Regions from separate parts of the Mus musculus genome. Here region 2 is linked to region 1. A link is a contact called in public Hi-C data. All regions are on one chromosome and are shown on one strand. The core of a region is the stretch at or near the end of the contact, and the rest is flanking DNA. Distances in the headings are between cores, read along the strand shown.

Region 1 (7,304 bases), core at 4,275-6,774:
GTCTGGAAGACTCTAGGGAGCCTTTTACTTTCCCTCAACTGCCACCACAGTACCACAATGGAGGGACTGGCTTTGTCCATGAATCTGCCCCCTCCTCAGAGCTTCCTATCACCTTAGCCTCCACCACCACAGAATATGTCTAGGCAAGAAGATCCTCACAAGGTGTTCGTGAGAATTAATTATATTGGTCACCTCTTTCTCTGTGTGATTTTAGCTAGACTTCCGGAGAACTGGATGCTGCTTACAACAGGGGAGAGGCTGTCAGGGGTGATGCTGTTGGTTCTCTGTGGAAGTGTGCAAACCCACTGTGTTGTGCAGTGCTGGGGCTCTCACACATAGCCTCACATCTCATTCACAGATGTCAAGGTGGGTCCAGCCTCAACTTCACATACCCAGGAACAAGTCCACATTCCCTCTGCTCACTCTAGTTCTGGGCATGTGATTCCAACTGTCTCGTGCATGGGAGGGAATGGAGTTTGAGCTAGGAGAGTTGCTTTTAAGCAACTATGGGCCACCTTGATTTTACACCAAGGTCTGTCACTGTCTTAGTTAGGGTTTCTATTGCTAGGAAGAGACAACATGACCACAGCAACTCTTATAAAGGGTAACATTTAATTGGGGCTTGCTTACATTCATCAGTTCATTATTGTTATGGCAAGAGGCATGTCAGTATGTAGACAGACGTAATGCTGGAGAGAGTTCTACATCAGTATTGGCAGGCAGTAGGATGACAGAGACACAGGGCCTGGCTTAAGCATCTAAAATCTCAAAGCCCACTCCCAGTGACACACTTCTTCCAACAAGGCTATACCTACTCAAGTAAGGCCACACCTACTTCAACAAATCCACACCTTCTAATAGTGCTATTTCCTAGTAACTAAGCATTCAAATCTGAGTCTTTGGGGGCTCTTTTTTTTTTTTTTTTAAAGCCACTACAGTGACTGGTCAGAATATACACATTTCCTGCTTTGAGGAAAGAGGAAAGCATCTTTGTTTGGTGTTCCCATCTCCCTTAGAGTGATTTTTGTTTTGTTTTGATGTTTTAATTCCTACTTTGCAATGGTCAGACTGAGGCTTTGTGGTTTTCAAGTAGCTTGTCCAAAGTTAATCCACTTATCCTGCATCCTTTGTAAAACCCAAATATACACTTTGGAGTTCCTAAACTCAGAGTTTCTTCTAAGAGAGCTCAGAAAACTTCACTTTTCACATAAGTCATTTCAGATTTTAGATATGATAAATTCAAACACCTTTCCAATCATCGCCCCAGATGCCAGTCTCTGTCCATGTAGACAGCTGTCCCTTGCTTTGGTTGGTCTCCTTGTACATTTCCTGCGAACTAAACTTTAATTTGTTATTTATTTAGGGAAAAGAGTCTTGATGGGTGCTGTTTCCCTCTTTAGTTAGTTACATATTTCTTCTAGGGTGCACAGTCTGAGGATTGCTGTGTACCATAGAACCATTAAAAAAGGGGGAGTCTGTAAAGAATGTGGGCGGCTAATCTAGTGGAATGAGATGTCAACCACATATACTAATTCATGTATACAGATATTCAAGGGGATTCCAAAATGTCTGCTGCTAAAATGCATCACTCCTTGTCAGCTACCTAGATTTTTCTTATTAGCATAATTCCTCGGAGTCAAGTGATCCTGACAGGCACTTCTGTGATCCTGTAAATTCACACTGCCTCGGGTGACACATAAACTTTATGTCAGGTTACTTGACTAGCAAGTGTTGGACAGATACTAGTACCTACACAGCAAATTACTAAGAGAACAGAGCCCTGAAATTTTGATGGAAGATTACACTGCAAAAATGAAAGTGGTGTTTGCTCAGAAGACAGATGGCTTCTTCCTTCCCTGTGACAGAGACCAAGCTTGCTGCTGGTGTGTGTCTCCTCTACACGCGTGGGATTCTACCTCACAGGGGAGAAATAGTTCTAGAACAACAAAGAACCCCTATTAATCCCTCACCTTAAACGAAGTCAGGAGAGCTAGAGTCTGGCTCAGTGGTTAAGAGTGTACACTGCTCTTGCAGAAAACCTGAGCTTGATTCCCAGCACCCACCCTGCTGACAGCAGCCTCCTGGAACTCCAGTTTCAGGGCATTGACTGTCTCTGGTTTCTAATTGTATACACAAACACACACACACACACACACACACACACACACACACACACACACACACACACACACACACTCACTCAGTACTCAAGTAGACATTGTTGGTGAGACTATTAAAAACACAGGGAAAAGAATTCACATCTCCAGAATTCCTCCTTCAAAGATCACTTTCCTCCCATCTCTGTATCTATCACAAGGCTGGCTTGTAGACACACAACGTTTGTACATTCCCCCATGGGAAAGCCTAGTTTTCCAGGCGAGATGACAACACTTTCCCAAGGGATTGAGCATCCCTGTGTCAGAATCAAGGATGACTTTCTTGTTCTGAAGAGACAAGGAACCAGGACACTACAATGGATTAATAAGACAGCAGGGGAGGCTTCAAGGCATAAGTCCTTGTACCTGGCCCCTGGGCCAAGCTGTACTTTGGGCATAGAAAGGTGAATTCACAACAGCTAGGAATCACTTTACTGTTTTTGTATCTTAGTGGGTGACCTGGTGAAATGTGGAATCAGATTAGCACATAATTATGCCTCTCTCCTACCTACAGGCTTGTTCCCCTGGGAAAGAAGTTGAAATTCCGCCATCCTTTTGTTCCTTGATAATTCCAGGCTTGCTTATGAAAGAGTCAGGAGGCTATACTGGATACATTCAAAGCCTCTTTCAGATCCCTGGCTTTAAATGGGCAAAGAATATTTGCACTATCTGGGCACTGGCTATGGGTTAAAGTCCCCGTTTCTGAACAGGTTATGAAATTGATTTACTTGCCACAGGGAACAGCCAAGGATATGATGGAGGATTGAGCCCATCAGGGATCCTGTTTCTGTCCTCATTCACCATGGCCAGGATCTCAGACTGTCCTACAGTGGCCATGGGAGACAGGGCTCTGAGACAGCTGAGGTGTCATAGCCTTTGTGTCCCTTGTGTTTCTTCTGCCCAAAGAGAAAGGGCTTCCCTTCAAGCAGCACGTGCTCTGTTTGGAGAGAGGGAATATAGTCAGAGAAAAAAAGAAAAGGCTGAGCGAGGCAAGCAGACTTCCAAGAGGCAAGTGAACAATTGCTGCAGGAGGGCCTGGAGATGCTTTGTCTGTGATGGGGAGAGATGAGGCTGGGTGGGAATGGAGAAGTACCCTTCATGTGCTCCTGGAGCTGTGCTCAATAGGGCTGACAAGACCCAAGTAAACCCCTACAAACCCACCACACCCTATCCAGTGATCTGCTTGAAGCATTCTGTGCTTGCAGAAGGACACTTAGGGGGAGCAGGTGGACCAGGACCACAGAAACCTGTTTGGGGAGACTGCAGGCAGGTGTGAGTCGGTCATAGAGCACCCAGCCTCATGTGGAGGTTATCACTTGTAAATAAGAGAGACGGGTTCTACTTTGGTACCAGGGGAAAGATATAGAAGTTGAGCTCATCCCAGATGCCTGGAGATTTCTGAGTACTCACAGGATTCTACCGGTAGGTAGAAAATTCTAATCCCTGAAACTGTGTTTTATACATAGAATTATTAGACACAATGCATAAATTAGCTCCTGGCTGTATGTCCAAGGCATATAGAAAACATAAATAAATGTTGTGCATAGACTTGGGTTCTGTCCTGAGAATGCCTCTTATGTATATGCAAATATTCCGGATTAATCTTTCAAAACCCTGAAATCCAAGCACCATGGAGGAGTGACCCTCAGCTTGCCATGCTCCATCTGCCCAGGAGAGGGAACATGTGTGCAGCCACTGTGTACAGCCCTTGGCTTGAGCTCTCGCTCTCGGCCACCCTCAACTGGGGACAGTGCCCTGTAGATGACCCACCTTGCAAGGATCGGTGGGATTCAGATCTCCCAGGGACACAAGCAAGGGTTCATTTATGGTGACGGCAGCAATGTGCTTCCTCCCCAAGCTCTGGTCCCTTCCCACTGGCTTGGCCTGGTGGGCTCCTGAATGGAATTTAGATGCACCAGTGCTAGATTTGCTCAATACCATGGGACCCAATCCAGACCTGCCCCAGACTCTTCAAGGGTCAGATTTTGAAACTATGCAGTCTGGGGCTGGTGAGATGGCTCAGTGGGTAAGAGCACCCGACTGCTCTTCCGAAGGTCCAGAGTTCAAATCCCAGCAACCACATGGTGGCTCACAACCATCTGTAACGAGATCTGACGCCCTCTTCTGGTGTGTCTGAAGACAGCTACAGTGTACTTACATGTAATAAATAAATCTTAAAAAAAAAAAAAAAAAAAAAAAGAAACTATGCAGTCCTACCCTCCCATAGCTAACTCCTGCCTGCTCAGCTCCAGCAAGATGGTGGGGTCACCGGCTCTCAAGTAGCAGACTTAAGTATTTTTCTCTGCTCTTTCTCTCCAGGTGATGCCACAGGGTCCTCTCAGTGGCCCTTATGCAGGAATGTTTCATCATCAATGCAGTCTCCCCTAACCCTGGACAAATACCCACCTCTATTCTTTCATTTCGTTTTGTTTTGTTTTGTTTTGTTTTGTTTTGTTTTGTTTTGTTTTGTTTTGTTTTTGAGACAGGGTTTCTCTGTGTAGCCCTGGAACTCACTTTGTAGACCAGGCTGGCCTTGAACTCAGAAATCTGACTGCCTCTGCCTCCCAACTGCTGGGATTAAAGGTGTGCGCCACCACCGCCCGGTCCCACCTCTATTCTTTACTTACATGGTCCTTGTTACAACAGTTAAGTAGTTTTGTCTTCTACTTAGGCTTCTTGGTAACTGCTTTATCCTTGTGGCCATAATATTAAGTCCACAGCCGGAATCTGGGTCTATTTTGTTCAAAGTCTCATTGTCAGTACATAGTAGCCTTCTAAGAAATGAATGAACCTCTAAGAGTGAATGAATGAAGCCCGGCTTACACACTCTACTGAGTCCACACCAAGCAATGCACCTGCAGAGGCTGCAGAGAAAAACTCTAGCTTGCCCTTCTAGGCATCTCCCTCAAATCACTTTTCCCAAGTGCCTCAATGTCCCGTTCATCTTTTTTCCATAAGAAGCAGTTATGGGGAGAGTTCAGGAAAGGGTCTCGGGTACTATGCCCATGGCATGGCATACAGGCTCTCTCCCTCCCAGGGGCAGTTTAGGATGTAGAGAGGCTATTTCAGGGTCATGGCCTCTCAGTAACAGGTCTCTGAAACACAGCATGTGGTAAGATCTAGCCCAGAGTGACTTCACATCAGTGGCTGACTTCTTGTTCTTTCGCCACAGGACAGCTCTTGGCATAGCTTGAAGGAACAGAGGGCGACTGCCTTCTAGGAAGGAGGGGCCCACCAACACTGTGCTCTGAGTTGTTTTGCTAATAGACTGTGACATTCCATGATCACTGTGAAAGAACTCACTTGCAACAGGAAGCTGAGAGGGAAGGGTGAGTTACAGTACCAAATCATAACCACCAGATGGCGCCAAATCTCCAGAAATGAGCTAAGAGATGGAGCAGGCAGTGCATCTTTTTCTGCAGTTTAGAGGCCGCCCATCCCTGACTGCTTTTCTGCCCTTTCAACTACACAGCCCTGCAGAGTGAGCCAGTGCCGTGTCCCCACTCTCCACCTATCTTCCCTCTACTCTTTAATGAAACCAGGACTCTTTGCTTCTTTGTGTTTTGTTCCCCACAGCAAGCCCCAAATGAGGTGCCTTTATCTTTCAGCCCTTGCCCTGACTGACACGTTCAAGCCAGCAAACCTGTTTACAGCTTGTCTGATAAAAAACATCTAGGAAATTCTTCTCAATGCAGGAACTGCCTTGAAGATATGTCCTATATTAATAGATAGAAAACACTGGGCCAGTGGTGGTAGTGGTGGTTTCAGGGGTGGTAGTGGTGGTGGTGCTGGAGGAGGAGAAAGAGGAGGAAGAGGAGGAGGAAGAGGAGGAGGAGGAGGAAGAGGAGGAGGAGGAGGGAGGAGGGAGGAGGGAGGAGGGAAGTGTTGCTTGAGAAAGAGACTGAAGAAAAGCTCACATCAGAAAAGTAAGAGCCACAGACACCACGAGTGCCTGACAACATGTGTTTTCCTACAGAGGTGCCCCACAGGGCAGACAACATCAACACTGTGAGAATCCTGCAGGCCCCATGAGACACAGCTTTACAAGGCCTTTTGTACATGTTCTGTGGCCTTTCTCCTTTTGGACACAATGTGAATTTGTCCAGCATTCTTGGTTTGAGGAAGGGAGAATAGAGGCCTGGAGAAGAAAGGCCTAAGAGCACAAACTGCTTTTTGATCTCTTGCTTTCTTTGCATGACACAAGTTATCCATCACATACTAGAACCCTTGCCACTGTGATTAATGCTTATAGACTAATTTACAATTCTTCCTTTCATTTTTGAGATTATAATATAATAACATCACTCCCCTCTTTCATTTCCACCTCCTAAATGCTGCCATAACTCCTGTTTGTTCTTTGAAATCTGTAGCTTCCTTTTTCATTAATTGTTGTTACATGTATGTGTGTGTGTGTGTGTGTGTGTGTGTGTGTGTGTGTGTGTACTATTTCTCCCACTCTCAGCATGCTTTAGCTGCCCAAGTTCTCTATGTAGGGTTGAGTCCTTTTGCCCTCCCCCAACCCCGTCTCTGTCTCCTTTGGCATGTCTGTTGTTGTCCTTGTTCAGCCTGTATTTAGGCAGTCACATTGGTGACACTTTATGAGCATAGGAGACATTCATAAGAGACATAATCTTACAGCAAACTCCCTGTAACTGTGCCTCTTCTTTCACAATGACCCCTGAGCTTTAGTTGTGTTTAGATTTATTCACTGGGCTCCACAACTCTGCATTTTGATTGGTAGTGCTTTTCTGTAATGGTCTCTGTCTGTTGCTAAAAGAGTTTCTTTGATGCAGGGCAAGGACTGAGCACGTGGACAGATAATTTAGATTCTGATGAAGATAGCTGCTGGTTTAGTGAAGTGGTTGTTCTAGGTTCTCCATCTGTGACTTGGGAGAGCATCCAGGAGAGGTGGCTATGCCTTCTGGGATGCTGTTAGCTCTATCCTAGGTCTTAGTTACATGGAGACTATGTGCGAGGTCAGGAGACCTCATCTGTGGAGAAGCATGGAATAGAGATGTAGTAACTACAGAGGTTGTGGCACTTTGGGCCCAGGATTTTATCCAAACCCTTTACTTGATCCTGGAAACAAATGCCAGAAGCAAGAAGAAATCTAAACCCCTGTTTTACGAGAGGCTATCATTTGTAAAT
Region 2 (6,694 bases), core at 2,193-4,692, 1.3 Mb after region 1:
AGACCATTCCATCAGAGTCACAGGCTGTGTCCTCATTCAAAGACAAGAGCTTTCTGCATGTTCATCACAGTGGGAGGTAGATATATTGGTGATTATCTTTAGAATTCTGCATGCCACAATAATTGACTGGAAAAATGGGAATGGCCACAAGGGTCTTTGATAATGTTTCTATTGCTGTGATAAAACACCATGACCAAAGACAACTTAACGCTGGGAAGAGGGTTTTTTTTTTTTCTTTTTTCTTCTTATGCTTCCATGTAATGATCTATCATCAAAGAAAGTCAGAGCAAGAACTCAAGGCAGGGACTTAGAAGCAGGAACTGAAGAAGAGGATAAGGAGGAATTTTGATTCCTGGCTTGCTCCTATGGCTTGATCAGGCTGTTTGCTTATAGCAATCAAATAACCAGCTCAGAGGTGGTGGGACTACCCACAACGAGCCAAGTCCTTCCCTGTCAACCATACATCAAAAATAAGAAAAAAAAAAAAAGTAGCACAGATGTGCCAGCAGCCCAATTTGGTAGGATCATTTTCCCAATTGAGGTTCCCTCCTCTAAAATGACCCTAGCTGGTGTCAAGTTGACAGAAGACTAGCCTGCCTAACAAGCTTGAGTAAGATAGGAGAGAAAGGCAATCTTAAGGAAGAAGATAAAAGGAGATGTTAAATATGTTTACACGATATGAGTTTTACCATGATTATATGCAAGAGCTATTTTGGGTGTTTAAATTCTTCTTCTATAAATGAACATGAAAATTGAGGAACTTGTAATTTATGGTAGAATTCCTGACTACAGCTAAAGGGGTGTTCTTCTGCATTATAATTGCCTTCTTCTCCTACTCATTAGCAACAAAGGGGGAAAAAAACCTCTCAGCCTTGGAATAAATATGTGAAAAGGAACTTGACTTTGGTATTAAGTCTGAGTAGTTGCTCTTAAATTTCTTCCTCTGCTTGATCAACCCTAAGTGGAATCCTAAAGTTTTAAATATTATAGTTGATGGTTTTTACAGTAAGATTGACAGCCAACCTTTTGGTAAAGAACAAGTGGGTAGAAACCAGTTGTGTTAGCTTCACTTTAACCTTTTGGAAAACCAGTCACCAAACACAGTCATAGGCTTTTGGCTCATTGCAGAGGGGCCTGCTTCTTTTCTACAAATCCTCCCGGATCCTAGGATTTGAATGACAGGTGCTTAATGTTACCGAACATGCCAGGTTTACCTTTTCATCTCTCATATTGAATGGGATTACACTTCTGAGCTGTGACAGGTGATGGAATGACAGTATTATCAGCTTTCAAATTTTTAGCATTTGCTCACTCATGGCGTAGTCCCCTGGGAATAGCTCCTTTTCTATCCTGAAATCCACCAATGATCTGTGTATCATAATTCAATATATTATTCATCCCTCACCATGCAAGCAGAATTGGGTCAAACTTTTTTTTTTTTTTTTTTTTGCTCATAGGTAAAATATATCCCATAGGCAATTATCAATTCCCTTTATGACTAATGTAAAAAACACAATGGTGTTCTATTAATGGAAATGTATGCTTCAGTATTTGCAGTGACATGCTGTCTATACACTTTATCATTACACTAATACAAGGTAAATATTCCTGAAGCAACCAAGAACTTGGTAGAAACTGTAATAGCTAAGCATGTCAATTTGCCAGGAAATTAGAATGAACTGCTACATTGTGAACAATACTCTTGGACTCTTTGTTTGCAAAAATTGGGTTTCTCTTTTTTAAAATTCTATGCTTTAAAGTGAGTTATTTCATAACCGCATGGTGTGCAGTATTTTAGCATCATCCTGCTACAGGCTTCATTGCACAACAAAATTGTGAACATTTTACTAACAAAAGGGAAGCACAGAAATGCATGGCTTATAGATCTTATAACTTAATTTTAAAAGCCCTCTGTAATAAGAATTACTATTAATTGGAATAATATTTTTCATTAAAAGATTCTTATTTATTAGGCATGTCTGTGCTTATGTACAAATATTTCTCTATAACATCAACTCAGAAGTGGGCCAAGATTTCTATTTCACGCCCACTAATAGATGACACCCTACCAAAGAAGTAGGAGACATAGCAAAATTACTTTATTCAAGATACATAGGCTGTGCTGTGTGATGTTGATGCCTATAACCCTAGCATTTGAATGGCTCACAGAGGAGGGTCTGGAGTTTGACGCCAATCTTGACTACCTAGTGAGTTCAACGCCAACCAGGGCTATATAATAAGACTTTATCTCAAAAAGGAGAGGGGGGGGATTCCTGATGATATGGCTGGAGAATACAGCATCTCACTACATATAAATACATAAATAGCAATAAATATAGCCAACATCTATGGGTGACTCCAGGATTCCCTGAAAACACTGAAAGCTAAGGATGTCAGCCTCATCTAAAATGGTGTATTGCTGCATACTCTAAACACACACACACACACACACATCATCATCATCATCATCATCATCTACTTAAAATCCTTCTAGATTATTTGTAATACCTATTACCAAGTACATTTTCTATACAAAGTTCTCACATTGTTTTGATTATGGAATAATGCCAAGGAAAAAGTCTGCATGTATTAGTGCAGATATGGTTTTCATTTATGTGGTTTTGATCCAAGGTTGGCTGAATCCATGGACAAGCACCCTGAAGATGTGAAGATCTAACTGTGTAATGAACAATTCATTTATAAATAGAACTCAAAAATGTCCTCTAGAACCTTTTTGCATGTGTGGCAATTGTGATCCTCTGCCACAAAATATATATTCACAAAAGAGTGAGTCACAAATTTGGGGATACTAATACACACACACACACACACACACACACACACACACACACACATTCCTGTTTGTTCTGGGTGAGAAAGGGCTGTCAGTACAGAAAGACTCTACCCTAGCAGGAAGTAAGATTCACCACTTCGAGGACTGCTCTCCAAAGCCTGCTTTTCCTTTTCTCATCTGTTGGTTGTTGAGGAGCTAATGGGGTTAATACAATAGCAGAATCATGGGACAGAGGAACCTAGGCTTCTGTAACCACTGTGTGGAAGGATGCTAACTCTCCATCCTTCAGTGAGGCTTGCATAAAATTTTGGGGGAAGATGAAAGAAACATTCAGTCTGTTATGACATTAAAGTGTAGGGATTTTTTTTTCGCAACAGATAATATTAGCTTAACTAATACATAACTCAAGGTCTTGAAGTAGATGCTGTCATTTTATTTTTTTTTTTTTTAAAGTCTACCCGATCTGACACCAGCTTAGCAGTTTAGTGGTAGACAGTGAGGAAACAGACCTAGCAAGCTGGAAATCCCTGCTCTGCTGTAGTGAAACATTTGGTAAAACTGTCACCCTTGTTAACATGGAAGACAGACCAAGTGCCTACTGAGCTGGTGCATCTCAGGGAAGGACTTGGAAAGAGGCAGAATGCTAGCATATGTTGATCTTCCCTTGCTGCGTTTGGCAAGGTATTTTAAGAAAGATGAGTTTGAGATGGAATTAGCTGGTTTGCACACAAAAAGAAACAGGAAAAAAAAAAGTACCAGAATTTTAAAGTCATGCGCTCATCTGAAATTGCACCTAAAGGACAGGCATGTGAAAACAGTGACAAAGGCCCTTTAAAAATTCTCAGTTAATCCAAGTGCTGCAACCATGCAGTTTGGATCAGTCTGAAGCTGGAGCACCTGCTCAAGATGGCCATTCCAAACAACCCCAAATGACCCACTACCATCTTGACAGAGAGGGCTCAAAGCAGGAGGTTAGATACCGCATTATTATTTGAGAAAAGGCCTTCGGGTCTGATATCTAACTTGTACAAAGGATAAGAAACCCAATGGACAGTGTGGGTATCTTTTTCAAAGTATCTGTTCTGCTCTAATGACTACACCATCTCAAATAGTCACTTAACACACATAAAATAAATGCATAAAGCCTACGACTCAGGCTACATTTCACATTATCAATGCTATTTGGAAAGAAAGGCTGTAGGAATCCTACTGACCAAGCTTCTCAAATCCCCATATAATATCTTGGATTAAAAACCCCTAGACAATGCAGAACACATATGTGGAGTTATTTTCTGAGCATCTATGTGTTAAATAGAGCTATTCTAAAACATGTGCCAATTTTTGTATAGACACTGTTGTTCATTGACCACACTCTGGAGATGGAAGAGTTAAATGAAACCAGCATCTGGAAAAGATATTCCTTGCTTGGTCCCCAGGGGTGGTATCAATAGCAGGGGAAGGAAATCCAGGTCCAAATATTTTCCTATGGGGATTTAGTAAGGACAGCATAACAATACTTCAATATTAATTCCTGTGTCTGAAGCTCACTGGAAGTCTTTTCTCTCTCCCTCTCCCTCTCCCTCTCCCTTCCTCTCTCCCTCTCTCTCTCTTTTTTTTTAAACCTGACTGAGAGGTCTAATTCTTGGGAGGAAGTGCATGGCTTGCTTTTTTTCTAAGCAGGAGCTGTTCATAACAAAAGTGATCTTCTATTGAGATATATACCAAATGATCTAATAGGTTAGGGGGCCAGCTGCATTTGAGCCATAAAGTTCCTTTCAAATGAGCATTTTCAGGATTTGAGCCTATGCAAAACGGTAATAACATATATTTGTTACGGCACAACTCAACAGGATTTGTAAATGATAAACTAGCTGCCATGGTAGCACACCCCTGGAGGTGTGCTGCTCTGAGTTACACTTCAGAGACATTGGGATGGTAGCAAAGGTACATCGGGCTAGCAGCAGTGGCAGGACCCTCTGACAACTGCACAAGCATTCATCTCAAAATGATTATTTCCAAACCCCATGAGAACAAACCACCAAGAAAGAAGTACATCTCTAACCCCTAAGCATCCATTGCAGGAAGGGAGAGAACGGGAAAAGGGCAAGGAAAGCAACCCCTCTTCCCTCAGGAGAGATCATGGAAATGTTAGAACAGGCTGGGGTCCTCGGCAGATCTGAAATCTGAGTGTGCTTTAAAAACCACAGGCATCCAGGAAGGAAGTAGCCCACAATAGCTCTCAGATCATTAGTGGTGCAGTCACACTGAATGCTGAGGCAAATTATCTTCACCTTCAGTTTAATGCATTCCTGGAGGCTGCAGTGAGAACCACTCTTAGGAGTGTTCTCTAATGGAGAGTTCCACAAAAAAGAATTCTCACTAGGATTCTTTGTGATGGCATGGTTATCTGAAACAGAGAATGTAAATTATATTTGGAGCCTCTAGATAGGACACCCTCACTTATTTTGCATGCAATGAATGAGTTTATTGCAAATTGAGCCTCAGTTGGCCTGAATGGAATGATACAAGTAGAGACCGTTATTCCAGCGAGTGGAAGGTGGGGGAAATGGTATGTTATTCTAGCAAAGTGAGTTATGAGGGAATGACTTTTGAAAATGATTTCTCCAGCTCCTTCTGAAAGTGTGTGTGTGGCTGTGTGCGGAGTCAAGGGTTAGTGTGAGTGATAAGAATGGGCTTCCCCAAGGGCAAGACAGAATGGGGAAGAAGAAGAAATAAAGCACATGGCTGTCTCCCTGAGATGCTGCTACCAAAGAAGAAATTGAGGTTGTAAGGGGCAAAACCCAGTGCCTGCAGGGTAGGAGGCTTAATAAAGGCTATTGAGATAAGGGAAAACTCGTGTAACAGATGGGGTTCCACTGACATTTATGAAGAATCCACTGACGATTAAGTACTTTCAGTTTGGTGGAAGGTTTCAGAGCAATTTTGGAAAAAAAAAAGAAAAGAAAAAGAAAAGAAAGTCAGCAGTACCAAGGCTGTGGACTATTTTGTTTAAAAATGGGATGACAGAAGATGCCAGAGGTCAGAGGTCTTTAAGACTATTGGATGCAAGTTTTAACACACTTGTGGGAATTGTGAGGTATGTCCCGCAGTCATAGCAGACAGAATGATGTGTGAGGAACCAGACCGTGTAATAAAGGCAGGGAGATCGTGCACTGCTTAGTCACCCGTAGTGAAAACACACGACGTAACCGGGGTTGGACCAGACTCATGTTCCCTACCACTCTTGGATAAAAGCAGCGTATTTGACAAGACAATGTGTGGTTCGGGGCCGCCAGGTTATGAAACTTAAATAACAGGTTAGCTAGGTGAGAACATGGACAGTCTGAGAAAAGAGAAAACACCCTAAGATAGCGTCAAAATACACATGCAGCTCTTTTCTGTGTGCATTGGTAATGTATATCTGACTTAAAAGCGTATCCATAGGAGCCTGACATTGAGAAGAAGGTCGAGAAGAGAGAAAAGAGCAAGATGGTTGAGCATGTTAGCTTCCGTTCCCTGCACACACAGCTCATGAAGGTAGTTGTGAAAAAGTTGCACAACCAAAGAAGAAATGGAAGCATAGGGTACCCTTCCACTGTGTTTGTTAATGAATGTGTCTCTTCAAATTTTATAGCTAAAAGCCCAGTCACCAAACGGTTAATCTCTGGAAGCAGGGCTTTCAGTAGTCTCATGGAACTAATTCTATTAATGAATTAGGCTCTCTTTCCCTGTTAGATTGTCTAAGCTTTTTATTTTTTATTTTTTTATTAGATATTTTCTTCATTTACATTTCAAATGCTATCCCCAAAGCCCCCTATACCCTCCCCCTTACCTGCTCCCCAACCCACCAACTCCTGCTTCCTGGCCCTGCTTCCTGGCCCTGGCATTACCCTGTACTGG

The links. Hi-C and Micro-C count contacts between places; a contact is called where the count stands out from the background.
Region 2: a contact with region 1 is called in a Hi-C map of cortical neurons, with 2.5 times the contacts expected there. The contact joins two enhancer-like sites. A contact is called at or near these places in 2 of 484 Hi-C or Micro-C datasets (both in cortical neurons) and 1 of 115 datasets of contacts at active chromatin or transcription factors (astrocytes).

Annotation. Positions count from the first base shown.
Region 1 is chr9:28,256,062-28,263,365 of GRCm38.p6, forward strand. The region is part of intron 1 of Opcml (opioid binding protein/cell adhesion molecule-like); the gene reads left to right. Among named protein-coding and RNA genes, the nearest start is that of Gm39313, 140 kb to the right of the region's middle. Within about 2 kb of position 5,525, at least 14 of the 459 cell types and tissues checked have an H3K27ac peak or open chromatin away from gene starts, as enhancers often do. A contact at or near this core is called in cortical neurons, where this site is marked.
Region 2 is chr9:29,559,194-29,565,887 of GRCm38.p6, forward strand. It overlaps a transcript of Ntm not described here. Among named protein-coding and RNA genes, the nearest start is that of Gm15521, 70 kb to the right of the region's middle. Within about 2 kb of position 3,443, at least 9 of the 459 cell types and tissues checked have an H3K27ac peak or open chromatin away from gene starts, as enhancers often do. A contact at or near this core is called in cortical neurons, where this site is marked.